Linked DNA regions of Ovis aries: region 1 is linked to region 2. A link is a contact called in public Hi-C data. All regions are on one chromosome and are shown on one strand. Each heading gives the region's core, a stretch centred on a gene start, on an enhancer-like site or on the middle of the called end of the contact. The rest is flanking DNA. Distances are from core to core; before and after follow the strand shown. Region 1 holds the start of TBC1D5 (TBC1 domain family member 5). Region 2 overlaps TBC1D5 (TBC1 domain family member 5).

Evidence for each region. A called contact is a pair of places that touch in the nucleus more often than the background predicts.
Region 1: a Hi-C map of hypothalamus shows a contact between it and region 2, with 2.0 times the contacts expected there. The contact joins the promoter of TBC1D5 here to the enhancer-like site in region 2. A contact is called at or near these places in 2 of 16 Hi-C or Micro-C datasets (hypothalamus and muscle).

Annotation. Positions count from the first base shown.
Region 1 is chr1:275,711,223-275,719,021 of ARS-UI_Ramb_v3.0, reverse strand. TBC1D5 (TBC1 domain family member 5) reads left to right here and starts at 1,356. Exons shown (of 24, transcript XM_060396797.1): 1 at 1,356-1,473.
Region 2 is chr1:275,629,351-275,636,157 of ARS-UI_Ramb_v3.0, reverse strand. It overlaps TBC1D5 (TBC1 domain family member 5), which reads left to right. Exons shown (of 24, transcript XM_060396797.1): 2 at 1-6,807. Among named protein-coding and RNA genes, the nearest start is that of TBC1D5, 85 kb to the left of the region's middle. Within about 2 kb of position 2,722, at least 12 of the 54 cell types and tissues checked have an H3K27ac peak or open chromatin away from gene starts, as enhancers often do. A contact at or near this core is called in hypothalamus, where this site is marked.

The DNA of each region.
Region 1 (7,799 bases), core at 107-2,606, 84 kb before region 2:
CTGAGGTGGCAGCTGCAATTGTTGGGTGGGATCCATCCACAGGTGTATCCACTGGTAGGTGCAGAGAAGAGCCCATCAACATTGCAAACCCATGAGAGGAGGCTGTGCTTTTCCTGCTTCTCAGAAGCCCTTGTTAACACTGTTTCATGCATGTGTAGGTATGTAGGTATGTGTTCAGTTGCTCAGTCGTGTCTGACTCCTTGCAACCCCATGAAGCCCTCCAGGCTTCTCTGCCCATGGAATTTTCCAGGCAAGAATACTGGAGTGGGTTGCCATATCTTATTTGATCAACATTTATCCCAACAGGGGTTCTGTTGCTGAACATCACCTCAATATTCACTGGTTTAACAGTAATGATGACTCATCTAGCCAGAGCTACCAGTTAGTTTTTACATTTTATTTAGTTTTTCCTGATTAAATCTGGCACAAGGAACTCACTTAACCTGTACTGCTTCGACAACCAAATGCGCTGACAGTGAGGGGCTCCCCTTAAGGGGAGCGTCTGTCAGTTCTCCAACAAAGGTCTTCCACCAGGGACCTTCCTCTAAGCCAGCTAACCTTTGGAAATCTGACCTTTTCCTGCCTTGGTTTTCAGGACTCAACACTATCAATTTCCATTAGGCTCTTTGTGAAGATATGTAATAAAATACCATAAATCTCTGTAACTAGGTGAAGCATTTAGCACCCTAATGAGCAATACCGTTCCAAGCCTTTTCATTCAAAGGCTTTCAAATTGGGCAAACAAGCAAACAGCATCCCGCTGTTTAAATCTTGACTAAAAGCAAGTGGAGGACAACAAAGCACAGGATTCACAGTCAGTCCTCAAGCCTTTGCGGAGATATCACAATGTTAGAGACGTATACTGCCCTAAGTTATGAGGTAACATAAAATCCAAGCCTACTACTGTGGTTTGTAAAAAAAAAATAACGCGTATTATTTCTCTATGGGTTATTCTAAAGTGAGCAGTGAAGTGAAAGTCGCTCAGTCGTGTCCGACTCTTGAGACCCGAAGGCCTGCAGCCCGCCAGGCTCCTCTGTCCATGGGATTCTCCAGGCCAGAACACTGGAGTGGGTAGGCTTCCCCTTCTTCAGGGGATCTTCCTGACCCAGGGATGGTACCCAGGTCTCCGGCATTGCAGGCGGATTCTTCACCAGCTGAGCCACCAGGGAAGCCCCATACTAAAGTAGGTATGCACAGACTACTAATGGCTCGCAAAGCAGAGTAGGGTACATCTCAGAGAGGAAGCGACAGAGCAGCTGGGTATTGAAGCATGACTAGGAGTCCACTCAGCTACAACAAGGCCCTGTCACAGGACACAGGAAATGCAAATTCTCAGGCAGGAGGGCCAGCCTTTCAGACGGCCTCACCCTGGGAAGGTGGTGGTGAGCAAGATGGCCTGACAGCCCGGGGGAGGATTCTCAGCCTCCCGCTGCGCGCCAGCAGACCGCGGCCGGAGGTGTGGAAGATAAAAGGGTAAAAGGGGGCAAGAGAAAGGGGACAAAAAAACGAAACGAGTCCTCCCGCGCACGCGCGCCGGCAGCCGCGGCGGACGGCTCAGCCCGCGGATCCCGCTCAGCCTCGCGTCGCGCGCGCGCAGAGTGCAGGCCCGGCGGGCGCATGCGCACTAGAGCGCGGGCGCCCGCGCCGCGGGGTGCTGAGAGGTGGAGCGCGCCGAGGGCGCGCGGCGGGGGGCGGCCGCCGTTACGGCGCGGGCGTGGTCACGTGGCTGCCGGCCCCCGCCGCCGCCCCCACCCCCCCGCCCTGTTCCCTCTCTGGTCGGGTCAGGCGCGGCCAGTCCCGCGAGCTCCCGGCAGAGGCTGAGGGAGAGAGAGAGAGAGGGGAGGACTCAGGGCGTAGGAGCCGGGGAGCCCTCCCGCGCCACAGGTAACGCCAAAGGACGACGGCGCTGACGGCCGTAAAGCAGCTCGGGCGCCCTGAGCGCCTCCGCCCTCCTCCAGTGCAGCCCCCGCGGGCAGTCGCTCCCGCCCGGCCTCCCCTCAGCGTCTCCGGACGCGTCCCGCCCCGCCCCGCGCCGCCGCCTTCCCCCGGGCGGGCCTGAGGTGTCGCCGCCGCGACGGGGCCTCGCAGCGCCCCCCGCGTGTGCGTGTTCCGGGCGGGGGGCGGGGGGCGGGGGACGGGGCTCCCTGGCCCCGGGGCGGCGGGGCTGAGGCGCTGCCCCGCGGCCTGCCGCCCGCCTCCCCGCCCGGTGGGGTCTCGGGTGCGGCCGGGCTGAGCGCCGCGGCCGAGCCGGGCTCCACTTCCTCCTTGGTCCATTTCCTGGTACCTTAAAGGTCCCTTCGCGGCCGGAAGCCAGACGGGCTCGGAGCCCCCAAACCTTGTAAAATGCATTCTCCAGAAGAGAGGAGAGCTTCCCCCCTACCCTCCCACCTCAGGAGGGAAACGTGAGCTTGTTTGAGTACGACTTAAGTTTCCTTCACCTGTAGGAACATGCAAGTTGAGGCCTTTCAGGATGTGAGAAACATTGCAGAAGGTGAACACTGATTTTTTTTTTTCTTTTTTGGTAACACCCCATCCCACCCACCTCCTGTTTCCTGGAGAAAGGAGCTCAAACCTCTACAACAATTTCTTGATTCTACAGGTGACCTAAAATTTGTTCAGTACTAGCTATTAAATAGTTTCGATTGCAGGATATATGTTTAAAGTTCACATCTTTTTAGATTTTTGGTGGGGAATAATTTTCTGGAAAGTTTAGCCAACTCCAAATTCTAAATACTGAAATTTTAGAATGCGGGTTGCACAACTTTGGGCCAGACGGTGGTTGTATTTCTAGACCTAATCATTCTTTTTTATTCTTTGTCCCTCAGTATACAGCCCCAATATATTATCGTGTAGTCACTATATAATAATATGAACATGCCGCTGTTTGTACACAGATACTGACTTAGCATTAAGTGTAGGCATTGTTGAAAGTAAACTTTTGAGCACGTTTGATACCAGTGATAAAGAATTTAATTTATGTACTAATTGTCTTAAGGAACTTTTCTGATTCCATGTCTTGGTAGTTTTCATATTTTATCTCTAAATTCGGTTGTAAACTGGAGCATTTTTCTACAGCTATTTGCTGTAGAGTCCTGTAGAGCAGTTCTTCTCAAACTTTATAATGTGTCTGGGAATCCCTTGAGGCTCCTGTTTGAAAATGCAGATTCTGATTCAGTAGATCTGTGTTGCAGCTTGATATTTTATGTTTCTTATAAACTACTTCCGGCTGGAGGAGGAACCATTCTTGAGTAGCAAGGGTGTATATTACTTGTTTGCTAAGAAATGAAATAAATCAATGAATAAGTGCCTTTTAGTAATTCACTTTTGGTGTAGAGGTGGCTTGAGGTAAGAGACAAATGGCAGGATGAACTGAGAGAGCTTGCTTTGGGAAATCCCTTTGCAGAAAAGCCAAGTCCAGGTCCCAGGGGAGGGGATGGCAGAACTGGGAGCGCTCCCTCGACTAGGAGGAGTGCAGGCACCGTCTGGGCATGCTGTGCTGCCCGCCCCGCCGGGCCTGCACATGTTCCACGGAAGAAGTCCACTTGCTCAGCAGTGGGTCGGTGGATTTTTAATCAACATATAGACTGCATCATACTCTTTGGGATAAAAGTTTCTTTTATTGGTGAGCGAAATGAGTGGGTGCTCCTTTTGTCACTTACTCAAGTGCAGCCTCAGCTGAGTAACACGTGCCTGAGCCTTGGAAGCAAACTTGTGAAAAACTTGGAGTCTCCACCTGTTGATTTTCCCTAAATATTAAAAAAATGAAATTGAAAAGTTTACATTAAAAAAGTAATTGAAAAATCATAGTTGTCACAGGTAACTTCATATAGTTTATATACATAAAAATGGTTCTTGAAGTGAAGTCGCTCAGTCGTGTCTGATTCTTTGCGACCCCATGGACTGTAGCCTATCAGGCTCCTCTGTCCATGGGATTTTCCAGGCAAGAGTGCTGGAGTGGATTGCCATTAAAAATGGTTCTTAAGTTTAGAAAAACTTTATGGAAGTATAACATCAACTACTTTTAGCACTGTGATTTTTACAGTTTTCAGTCTCGTCCTTACTTTACTGTTATTTCTTGTTAAATATTATGACAGTACTTTTTTTCCTCCCAGTTTTATTGACATAATTGATAAACAGCATGTAAAGAATATGCCTGCAATGTGGAAGACTTGGGTTCCATCCCTGGGTTGGGAAGATCCCCTGGAGGAGGGCATGGCAACCTACTCCAGTATTCCTTCCTGGAGAATCCCATGGACAGAGGAGCCTGGTGGGTTACAGTCCATGATGTTACAAAGAGTCAGACATGACTGAGTGACTAACACATTATATAGATTTAAGGTGTAATGCATAATGATTTGACTTACGTCATGAAGTGATTATTACAATGTTTCTTGAACATACATCATCTCATATAGATATTAAAGAAATAGAAAAAAAATTTTTTTGCTTGTAATGAGACCTGTTAGGATTTATTCTCAACAGCTTTCCTGTATAACGTAAAACAGTGTTAACTATATTTATCATGTTGTATGTTATAGCCCTAGTACTTATTTATCTTATAACTGGATGTTTGTACCTTTTGTCTGTCTTTTGTCTGTCCAATTCCCCCGTCCCTCTACTCCTGGCTCTGTTAACCACAAAGCTTGATCTCTCTTTCTGTAAATTTATTTTTTAAGTATAATTGACCTACGACACTGTTGTTACCTATTACACAACATCTAGTTGCAATATGTCACCTGACAAAGATATTACATAGTTATTAACTAACTATATTGCTCACACTGTTCATTTAAATGATTTTGCACCTGGAAGCTTGTACCTCTTAATCTCTCTCCCTGTCTCATTCCTCTTCCCACCTCCCTTGGCCACCACCTATTTGTTCTCTGTATGTATATACCTCTGTTTTGATTTTGTTAAAAATCAAATGTTTGCTCATTTGATTTTATTAGGTTTTGGTCATTTGTTTTTTAGATTTCACATTATAAGTGAAATCATGCAGTATTTGTCTTTCTCTGACTCATTTCACTTAGTATAATACTTTTCAGGTTATTTTGAATGGCAAGATTCCTTTTCATGGCTCAGTAATATTCCATTAGTGTTTTTGTTTTCTTCAGATAAATATCCTGGAGTGGAATTGCTGGATCTTTGGTACCTTTAATTTTTTGGATTCCTCAAGGGTTCCTTTTTTTCCACATCCTCACTGACACTTGTTACTTGTTGTCTTTTTGATCATAGCCGTTCTGACTGATGTGAGGAGATATTTCAGTGTAGTTTTGCTTTGTGTTTCTCTAATGATTAGTGATGTTGAACATGTTTTCATTTCCCTCTTGAATGTATCATCTTTGGAAAAAATATCCGTTGAGATCTTGTGTACATGTTTGAGTCAGGTTGTTTGCTTTTAGATACTGAATTGTATGGGCTCTTTTTAAGTTTTGGGTATTACACCCTGTATCAGATACATGATTTAGAAATATCTCCTATTCATTAGGCAACATTTTCATTTTATTAATAAATGTAATTTTGCCCCTCCTACCATCTTGTTTGGGCTTCTCCATTGTCCTTGGACATGAGGTATCTTTTTTTGGTGGGATCCAACATTCTCCTGTTGATGGTTGCTCAGTGGTTAGTTACAATTTTGGAGTTCTCACAGGAGAAGATGAGCCCGTACCCCTTCCACCATCTTGGTAGCTCTGACTTGTCTGACAGCTAGAGTGGTGGTATAGACCAAGAAGAGGAGGATGTAATAGAGGAAACTCTGGAAGACTGGTGTACTGGCATGGCAATCTTCTGACAGATACTTGCTGGTCAAGCTAATCCCACAGATAAGGAGGGATAACACCTGGCCTAGAACCACAGAGATTATCACCCCCTGCTCAGCACTTTGCGGCTCCTCTGGCGCACGCTGGCCAGGAGTGAGGCAGACAGGCTCCGGCTGCTCTGCCGCTTCCCTCGGCCAGCAGGTGCTCAACAGTGGTCACCTCATGGTTCACTGAGGACCATCTTCACAGATGCGCGGTGTGGTGGTGATAAGAACGTCTGTGCCGGGGAACTGCGTGGAGGACCCGGTCCGGCAGCCATGGACTGGAGAGGCGGTGCTGCTGGCCAAGCAGTGAGGCTCTGGTCATGGCAGACACCCTCTTCCCACAGCACAAAAGAGGGCTCTACACAGGGACATCACCAGACGGTCAGCACAGAAATCAGATTGATTATATCCTTTGCAGCCAAAGATGGAGAAGCTCTACACCGTCAGCAAAAGCAAGACCAGGAGCTGACGGTGGCTCAGATCATGAACTCCTTATTGCAAAATTCAGACTTATATTGAAGAAAGTAGAGAAAAATACTAGACCATTCAGTTACGACCTAAATCGTACCCTTTACGATTATACAGTGGAAGTGACAAATAGATTACAGGAATTAGATCTGATACAGGGTCTGAGGGGTGGAAGTTTGTAACACTGTACAGGAGAAGGTGACCAAAACCATCCCAAAGAAGAAGAAATGCAAAAAGGCAAGATGGTTGTCTGAGGAGGCCTTACAAATACTGAGAAAAGAAGAGACGTGAAAGGCAAAGGAGAATAGAAAACGTATATCCATCTGAGTGAGTTCCAAAGAATAGCAAGGAGAGAGAAAGCTTTCCTCAGTGACCAGTGCAAAGAAATAGAGGAAAACAATGGAAGACTAAAGATCTCTTCAAGAAAATTGGAGATACCAAGGGAACATTTCACGCAAAGATGGACACATTAAAGAACAGAAATGGTATGGACCTAACAAAAGCCCAGATACTAAGAAGAGATGGCAGGAATACACGGAAGAACTATACAAAAAGAGATCTTAATGACACACATAACCACAATGGTGTGATCACTCACCTAGACCCAGACATCCTGGAATGTGAAGTCAAGGGGGCCTTAGGAAGCATCACTTTGAACAAAGCTAGTGGAGGTGATGGAATTCCAGTTGAGCTATTTCAAATCCTAGAAGATGGTGCTGTTCAACTGCTGCACTCAATATGCCAGCAAATTTGGAAAACTCAGCAGTAGCCACAGGATGGGAAAAGGTCAGTTTTCATTCCAATCCTAAAGAAAGGCAATGCCAAAGAATGTTCAAACTACTGCACAACTGCAGTCTTCTCACATGTTAGCAAAGTAATGCTCAGAATTCTCCAAGCCAGGCTTCAACAGTACATGAACCGTGAACTTCCAGATGTTCAAGCTGGATTTAGAAAAGGCAGAGGAACCAGAGATCGAATTGCCAATATCCACTGGGTCAGAGAAAAAGCGAGAGAGTTCCAGAAAAACATCTGCTTCATTGATTATGCTGCAGCCTTTGACTGTGTGGCTCACAACAAATCGTGGAAAATTCTTCAAGAGATGGGAATACCAGACCACCTGACCTGCCTCCTGAGAAACCTGTATGCAGGTCAAGAAGCAACAGTTAGAAGTGGACATGAACAATGGAATGGTTCCAGAATGGGCAAGTAGTATGTCAGGGCTGCATATTGTCACTTTGTTTTTTTAACTTATGTGAGAGTACATCATGTGAAATGTTCTGCTGCATGAAGCACAAGCTGGAATCAAGACTGCTGAGAGAAATATCAATAACATTTGCAGATGACACCAGCCTTATGGCAGAAAGCGAAGAGGAACTAAAAACTGTCTTGATGAAAATGAAAGATGAGAGTGAGAAAGCTGGCTCAAAACTCAACATTCAAAAAACTAAGATCATGGCATCTGGTCCCATCACTTCATGGCAAATAGATGGCGGTAACAGTGGAAAAAGTGACAATTATTTTCTTGGGC
Region 2 (6,807 bases), core at 1,473-3,972:
GTACTTGTTTTGTGAAAACCTGCCATATCCACAGACAAAAGGAAAACATCTGAATTAACAGAAGATTTCGTCAAGAAACTCTGTCACTGTCTTGGGGTCAAGTTTCACCAGCAGAATTATCTGTTGTGTCTTTCTGGGAAGTTTTCCTTCAGTCGTATTGTTTTGTTTTATTTATTTCAGTTTTAATGGTAGAGAATGAAATTGTTGAGATAAGTCCATCAGCAAATACGTACGGAGCGTGTGTGATTGGCATGAAGGGAAGCTGAGGAGGTGTCGCTTCTGAGGCAAGATGTGTGCACGGCAGGGGCAGCCAGGACAGAGTTCAGCAGGAGCAGACTTGTCTCAGCACTGCCTGGAATTAATGGCCAGTGAATGGCCCAGATGGAGTTTATTTTGTAATAATAATTTAGCCATCGTTAGTAGAATATTCACATACTCTTAAGTTGTATCTTAGTCATGGTGATATAAATCAATAAGGATCAATAACTTGAAGTTACTTAACAGTGTCCTAAATTTTATTTTTAATATTTCTTTCTCATTTTAGCCCATTTACCCCATATATCTTTAGGGTCTAGTCATTTTTATCCTTGAGTTCACTTGCTAATTAGAAGTATTTAAAAAATTACCCAGAGGTACTTTGGGGATATTGTATTTTTCACCTACTAACTTATATACATACTATTATAATGTTTTCATAAAAATCATTTAAGTTTCAAAAATGAGGGATTTTGCACCAAGGAAGTTGGTGGTAGATTTTGTTGTACAATAGTGTTTCAATCCATAAGCGTGGTTTGAATTCTGTGTCATGTCCATGCATTTTTAATTAATTCAACATTCATATATTTTCAGTAGTCGTCTCAGGATAAAGTTAGATTATATTTTTTTTATTCAAATGAATTTATTTTCTTCTGTCTTGATGCCTTGTAATTCATTTGGAGTTTTGTTAAAATATTTTTAGAGTGTTTGAAGTCATACTTCAACCATTTCTGTCATTTAATCTCTCACACTTCCTCTGTCTCTGTTTCTTATCTTTTGTCTGAATCCCACTGAACCTAGGACACAAACAGAACTTTATGGAAAAGCTCAAGTGAGGCGCAGGACAGTCTTAGGGAGAAAAAACGTAGCTGTGTTACTGTATAAACTTTCAAAATGTTGTCTAGCAAACTAGAACTGCTTAACAGATGTGATTACTTCATTGTTTCAAATTTATGCCAATCAGAGTTGATAGGATTTGATCACACTCTAGTAGATTTATGAGATAAATTACAATATTGCATGACACGCTTCAAATAGAAAACATCAATATAAGTTGAATATGATTTCTTGTTTAAGATAACAAGCCAGTAATTCTTTAAATCAGATGGTTGCTACTTTGAGAGAATATTGATCATTTTTTTGTGAAAATTAGCAGTATCTTTAATGTTTCCTTCATGGTGACATAAAGTGCATTAAACTTTTGTTTTCTTGCACAAGTATAATTGTAAATGGGAGGCAGCTTGTTTCTATTTAGCTGTAGATGACCTGTCATATTTCCAAAGGCCTGTGAAGAAATGAGGCTGAACTGAAATTCGACTGCAAGTAATTTTCATACAAGTTAGAAAGCTTGTCACTGTGGTTCTGATTTCTTTAGAGTCAAATTTTATTTGATACATATAAAGGCTTAAACTAGGACTATGTATGTATATTTAGATAGAAGCTTAATACCTTCTGTAAACAGAGAAAATGAGAAGGAACGTACCGGAGAAGCGATGGGTTCCCACTGGGGAGTTAGAACAGAAGAGTCGAGGCAGGCGCTGCAGCCTGCTTGCTCTAAGACAAATGATGGGACCGGTTATTCACAGCCCCCCAGGAAGAGTGTTTTTAGCTTACTTAGGAACTCTCTGTGGTGAATTCTTTCAGTCTAATTTTGAAATAAAACCTTGGAGTCTCCTGAGAACTAATGATCTGAAATTGGTACTAAGCCAAATCACTTGTCAAAAGAGGATAGAATTTTTAGTGTTTTAGATTGGAATTTAAAAATTTTTTAATATGAAGACCAACCAAAGCCATGATTTTTAAAAAGGTAGACCCTCATGTTTCAGGTAAAACATTGTAAAATTCTCTTACTTTTTTTGGAAACAAATTATGTACATTATGTCTTAAATTTAAAATATATAAGAAATCATTTAAATAGTCACAGAAATACAGACGATAAATAGAACTGGCAACCTTGTGTTGATATTTACCATGCAGAATTCATATGCTAATGTTTACTGTATATATTTGTAAAAAACGTTTTAAAGTTCTTCCTTTCCCAGAGATAACCACCATCCTGGAATTGGTTTATATCTTTCCTGTCCATGCTTTTAGGCTAGCATTTGTGTGTTCATTAAGTGTTCTTACTAAACTGAAATATTCTGTAAGTCTTTATGCAGTTTGCCTTTTAATCTTTTTTTACCCAACATTGTTTCTGAGCTGTTCTTTGCCTTTGAAACATCTAGTTTATTGATTTTAATTGCTCTTTAATATTCCATGGCAGCACAACATCGGTACCACAGCTTGGGTTTCTCTCTTTGGATGGGTGTTTTGAAGCCTCACGAAACTTGGCCCAGATATTCCACAGATATCCCTGTTGCTCGGCAGGCCTCCTCCGACAGGCTGCCATCGGCTCTTGGGCCACAGTGTCCCAGAGCGGGCGTGAGGCAGCGTCCTCGCCATGTGGCGCCGGCAGGCTGTGCAGCGCTCCCCCTTTCCTTGCTGAGGGCCCTCTGCTGTTTAAAACCGACGGCACTGCTGGCCACCGTGTCCTGCTGCTCCGTTTCAAAATGTCCTCCTGTCCCCCTTACCCCTATGAGAAAACACAGTATCTCTAGTGTGTCTTTTTGATATTTGTTTTAAAAAGATGCCTTTTATTTTCCAGTTTCAACATTTTTATTTTATTTTACCCTGTGGGAGGCTAGGACCTCTGCCATCTGAGGGTTTATTTTGCCATAGCAACAAGTGCACTGGTCTGTGTGTAAATATGACGTGGTTTGACTTGATGTAAACAATACGCTTTTGTGCCTAGGTAATTATATAATTGTTTCAGTTAATGACAGTAAAGTATTGAGTCTTGAAAATGATGCGCTCTTGTTTGTGAACATTTTTGAGTTTTTAAGAAATTATTTGAAAATTTTATCTAAATTCCATTCTTTTCCACATTTATAATTTTCATTAGTTGGACTTACTTTAATGCATTTCATATTTTGGTGGAAGACATATATTCAGACATATACAAAGCCTTGTATTGCACATTAAAATTTGAATTGTGGTTCTCTCTCAAACTACTGAAGAGAAAGCTAATACTCTGTGAAATTCCTTGTGCGTCCACCAGCTTGATGTGCTTCATAGAATGCCAGATATTAGAATATTAATGTTATTAACCCTTTCACTGAGAGTAATTCTTGGAATAAAAAAGAATTAGGTCCATATCACTTCTTGCCTATCAGTAGTTTCAGAAAGCTGAAAAATGTTTATGCTGTGCAATAAACAGATGCTGCTCTAACAATGTAATACATTATGTACCAAAAAATGATCTCTCTTTTAATCATAGATACTGATTTAATGAGACTAGACTAGCGTACATCAAAAGTGGATTTAAGATGTAATTTTTTTTTGTTTTCTATGTTTTTTCTACATAATTAATGGACATACCTTTTACCGTCATTGTCAAAAATTTTGGAGTATTTATTTCTTTGATTTTTGCCTGTGTTTTCTTTTATGAATTTCAAGGGGTATGTAGTTGTCTTATAAACTCATTCAAGATAGCTACTAAAATATTTTAAAGAAGCTGCCCTGTATTAAGTCTAATTTGCATGAAAAAAAATCCCGTGTGTTCATGTTTTAAAGTTTCAACCTTTTTTTGAGGGAGAACTGTGTACTTTCCATCACTTAGGGGTGTCTTAGGGGACGCAGTAATTAGCGAATGCTCTGTGCTCATGGTTGGCGGTCTCCAGTGGCGGTGTGCTTAGGTGGCTGCCCAGGTCTGCCGTCCAGCGTCCCTGGAGCCGCCCTCAGCGGGAAGAGCTCTCTCCCGGGCTCTGCTTTCCTTTCCTCTTCTCTTGCCTTTATTCCCTCCAGCTCCCCTGCAGTTGCTGACTTTGAGCCCTGAGACTCTTCTTCACTGGACTGTACATTTTGACTGACAAATCTGCCTTTTCAGATGGTCAGATAGTTCTGTATTTGGAAAAATATTCCTATCGTATGTTTTATTCCACTGAACCCAGCAGAGTTAAATGCAGTTTGGATGCATAGGGAAGAATTAATGATTGGAAGATACAGAGTTGGTAAATTATTTATTCTGGCCCCGAGGAAGCTGAAGAGCTGAGTGAAAGACTAATAAATCATTTGTGGTGGTGCTGGCTGTCACTTCCAATTATTTTGGACGGTTCTGTGATAAACGGCAGCACCTGCTAGATGTGTGCACGCCTCCCTTGATGCTGGGGCTGCGGTTTGTTTAGTCCATGGGCAGAGGCAAGTTTGTGCAAAGTTTATCAGTTTGGAAAGGAAATGACTTTTTTTAAAGTCAGCTTTGTTGCCGTTTTTTGTTGTTTCCAGTGCCATAGAATGGTTCCTGTGACGTGGCAAGGAAACTGGAACTTACCTTCCACTGTTGCCAGGGATACTGTCTTTATTTTTTGTGAAATATTTGAAGAATTGAGCTTCTTTATTATTCTCAGGCTTAAAAAAACAACAACAAAGAAAACTGCTTCTACTGAGATGATTAGCATGCTAGAGATCAAATCACTGTTTTGATACAGTACCTTTTAACAGAGTACCACTCTTGCCATTTGACCGGCCCCCTTTCATCATTCTTGGTTTTTAGTGGCCTGGGTTTTGAAAAGCACCCCTGAAAGGTTGTGAGGGTCTTCCTTGCACTGTTCCCTGCAAGCTGCTGAGATCCTTGAAGCCGTAAAAAGACCTAGCAGGAAAGCTTATCTAGACTGGCCTGGTTCTAACATCATAAAATAGGGCTACTGTAATAAAACTCCTTCAGAAATAAATTATACACATCATTTAATGGGCATGCTTCATGCTTAGAATTATGGTCAATTCTTCTTTCTCCATCAGAGTTTAATAATTATTTATGTTCAAACCCAGAACATGAAATTTGTTTATAAAATACATCAGAGTCACTTTGTTTTCACTCAGATTTTCAGCTTTAACATAAACATACGGGATTTTTGAGGGGATCCTTAGGATTGTGTACGAAGAAAGAATCTTGATAAGTTGTATTCATTCAGTCACCTTTTTACTCACTTATTTGTCTTCACAGACATTTATTAAGCCGATGTGTGCCTGTTCTCTGAGAGCAACTACTCCTCCTATTAGGTCACACTGATTGTTTTCTAGAACTTATTAGTACAGGCCATATACCATTTTAAGCATTTTACAGGTACTTTAATACAACAATCTTGTGATGGTAAATAACTGTTCTTTCATTTATTTTGGGCTTCCCCTGCAGCTCAGATGGCAAAGAATCAGCCTGCAGTGCCGGAGACCTGGGTTTGATCCCTGGGTTGGGAAGATTCCCCTGGAGAAGGGAAAGGCTGCCCACTCCAGTATTCTGGCCTGGAGAATTCCATGCGCTGTGTATAATCCATGGGGTCTAAAAGAGCTGGACATGACTGAGTGACTTTCACTTTCACTTTGTGCTTGTTTTACGAAGGATCCTATAGAATGCTAAGGAAATAGTGATTTCCCTTTTTCTTAGAGTCTATAGACTCTAAGGAGGTAGGTTTATGTTACATCTTAATTAGGTTTAGAATTTCAATCCAGATAGTGCAGTGAAGGTCACTTAGTCATGTCCCATGGACCCATGGACCATACAGTCCTTGGAATTCTCCAGGCCAGAACACTGGAGTGGGTAGCCTTTGTCTTCTCCAGGGGATCTTCCCAACCCAGGGATCGAACCCAGGGCTCTCTCATTACAGGGAGATTCTTTACCAGCTGAGCCACCAGGGAAGCCCAAGAATCCTGGAGTGGGTAGCCTATCCCTTCTCCAGGGGATCTTCCCGACCCCAGGATCGAACCCAGGTCTCTTGCATTGCAGGCAGATTCTTTATCAGTTGAGCTGCTAGGGAAGGTGGTGGTGGTTTAGTCAGTTAAGTCGTGTCCGACTCTTGCGACCCCATGGACTGTAGCCCGCCAGGCTCCGCTGTCCATGGGATTCTCCAGGCAAGAATCCTGGAGTGGGTTGCCATCTCCTTCTCCAGGGGGTCTCCCCGACACCAACTATCATTTATTGAACATTTAGTTTTATGTTTGGTGTTCTATACATTATTTCATTTGTTAACAAACCTTGGTAGTTAAACATCATTCTGTGCTTGGTTACGATGGAGAAATTGAACCTTGAAGAGACTAGTCCGCTTGTGCTCAGCTAAGCAGCTTGGAGGTGGAAGAACTGGGATTTGAATCAAGATCTGATTGCCTCCATGCTCTATTTTTGGGTTACGAACACTACTTCCTGCAGTTTGTTGATGTGGCCTGTGAAAGACGGTTTGTAACCTTTTCTCATTGACTTTAGTCAAATTCATTTTGACCAGGAGGTTTTCCTTCTAACGTCATTCAGTTGAAAACCGTTAAGAGTCTTTGAAAGAGTATTAACAGGAGAGTATTAGTTTCATCTTGTAGGGAGATTAACAGACTAGATGTAACATAATTGTGTATTATTTCAGTTATCCTGTATATTTCATGATGCTTCACAAATGAATTTCAGTTGGACTTGAATTTCAGGCTACCATGGGATGCTACTAATTTAAATACAGTCTATAGCGTAGAGCATAAAAT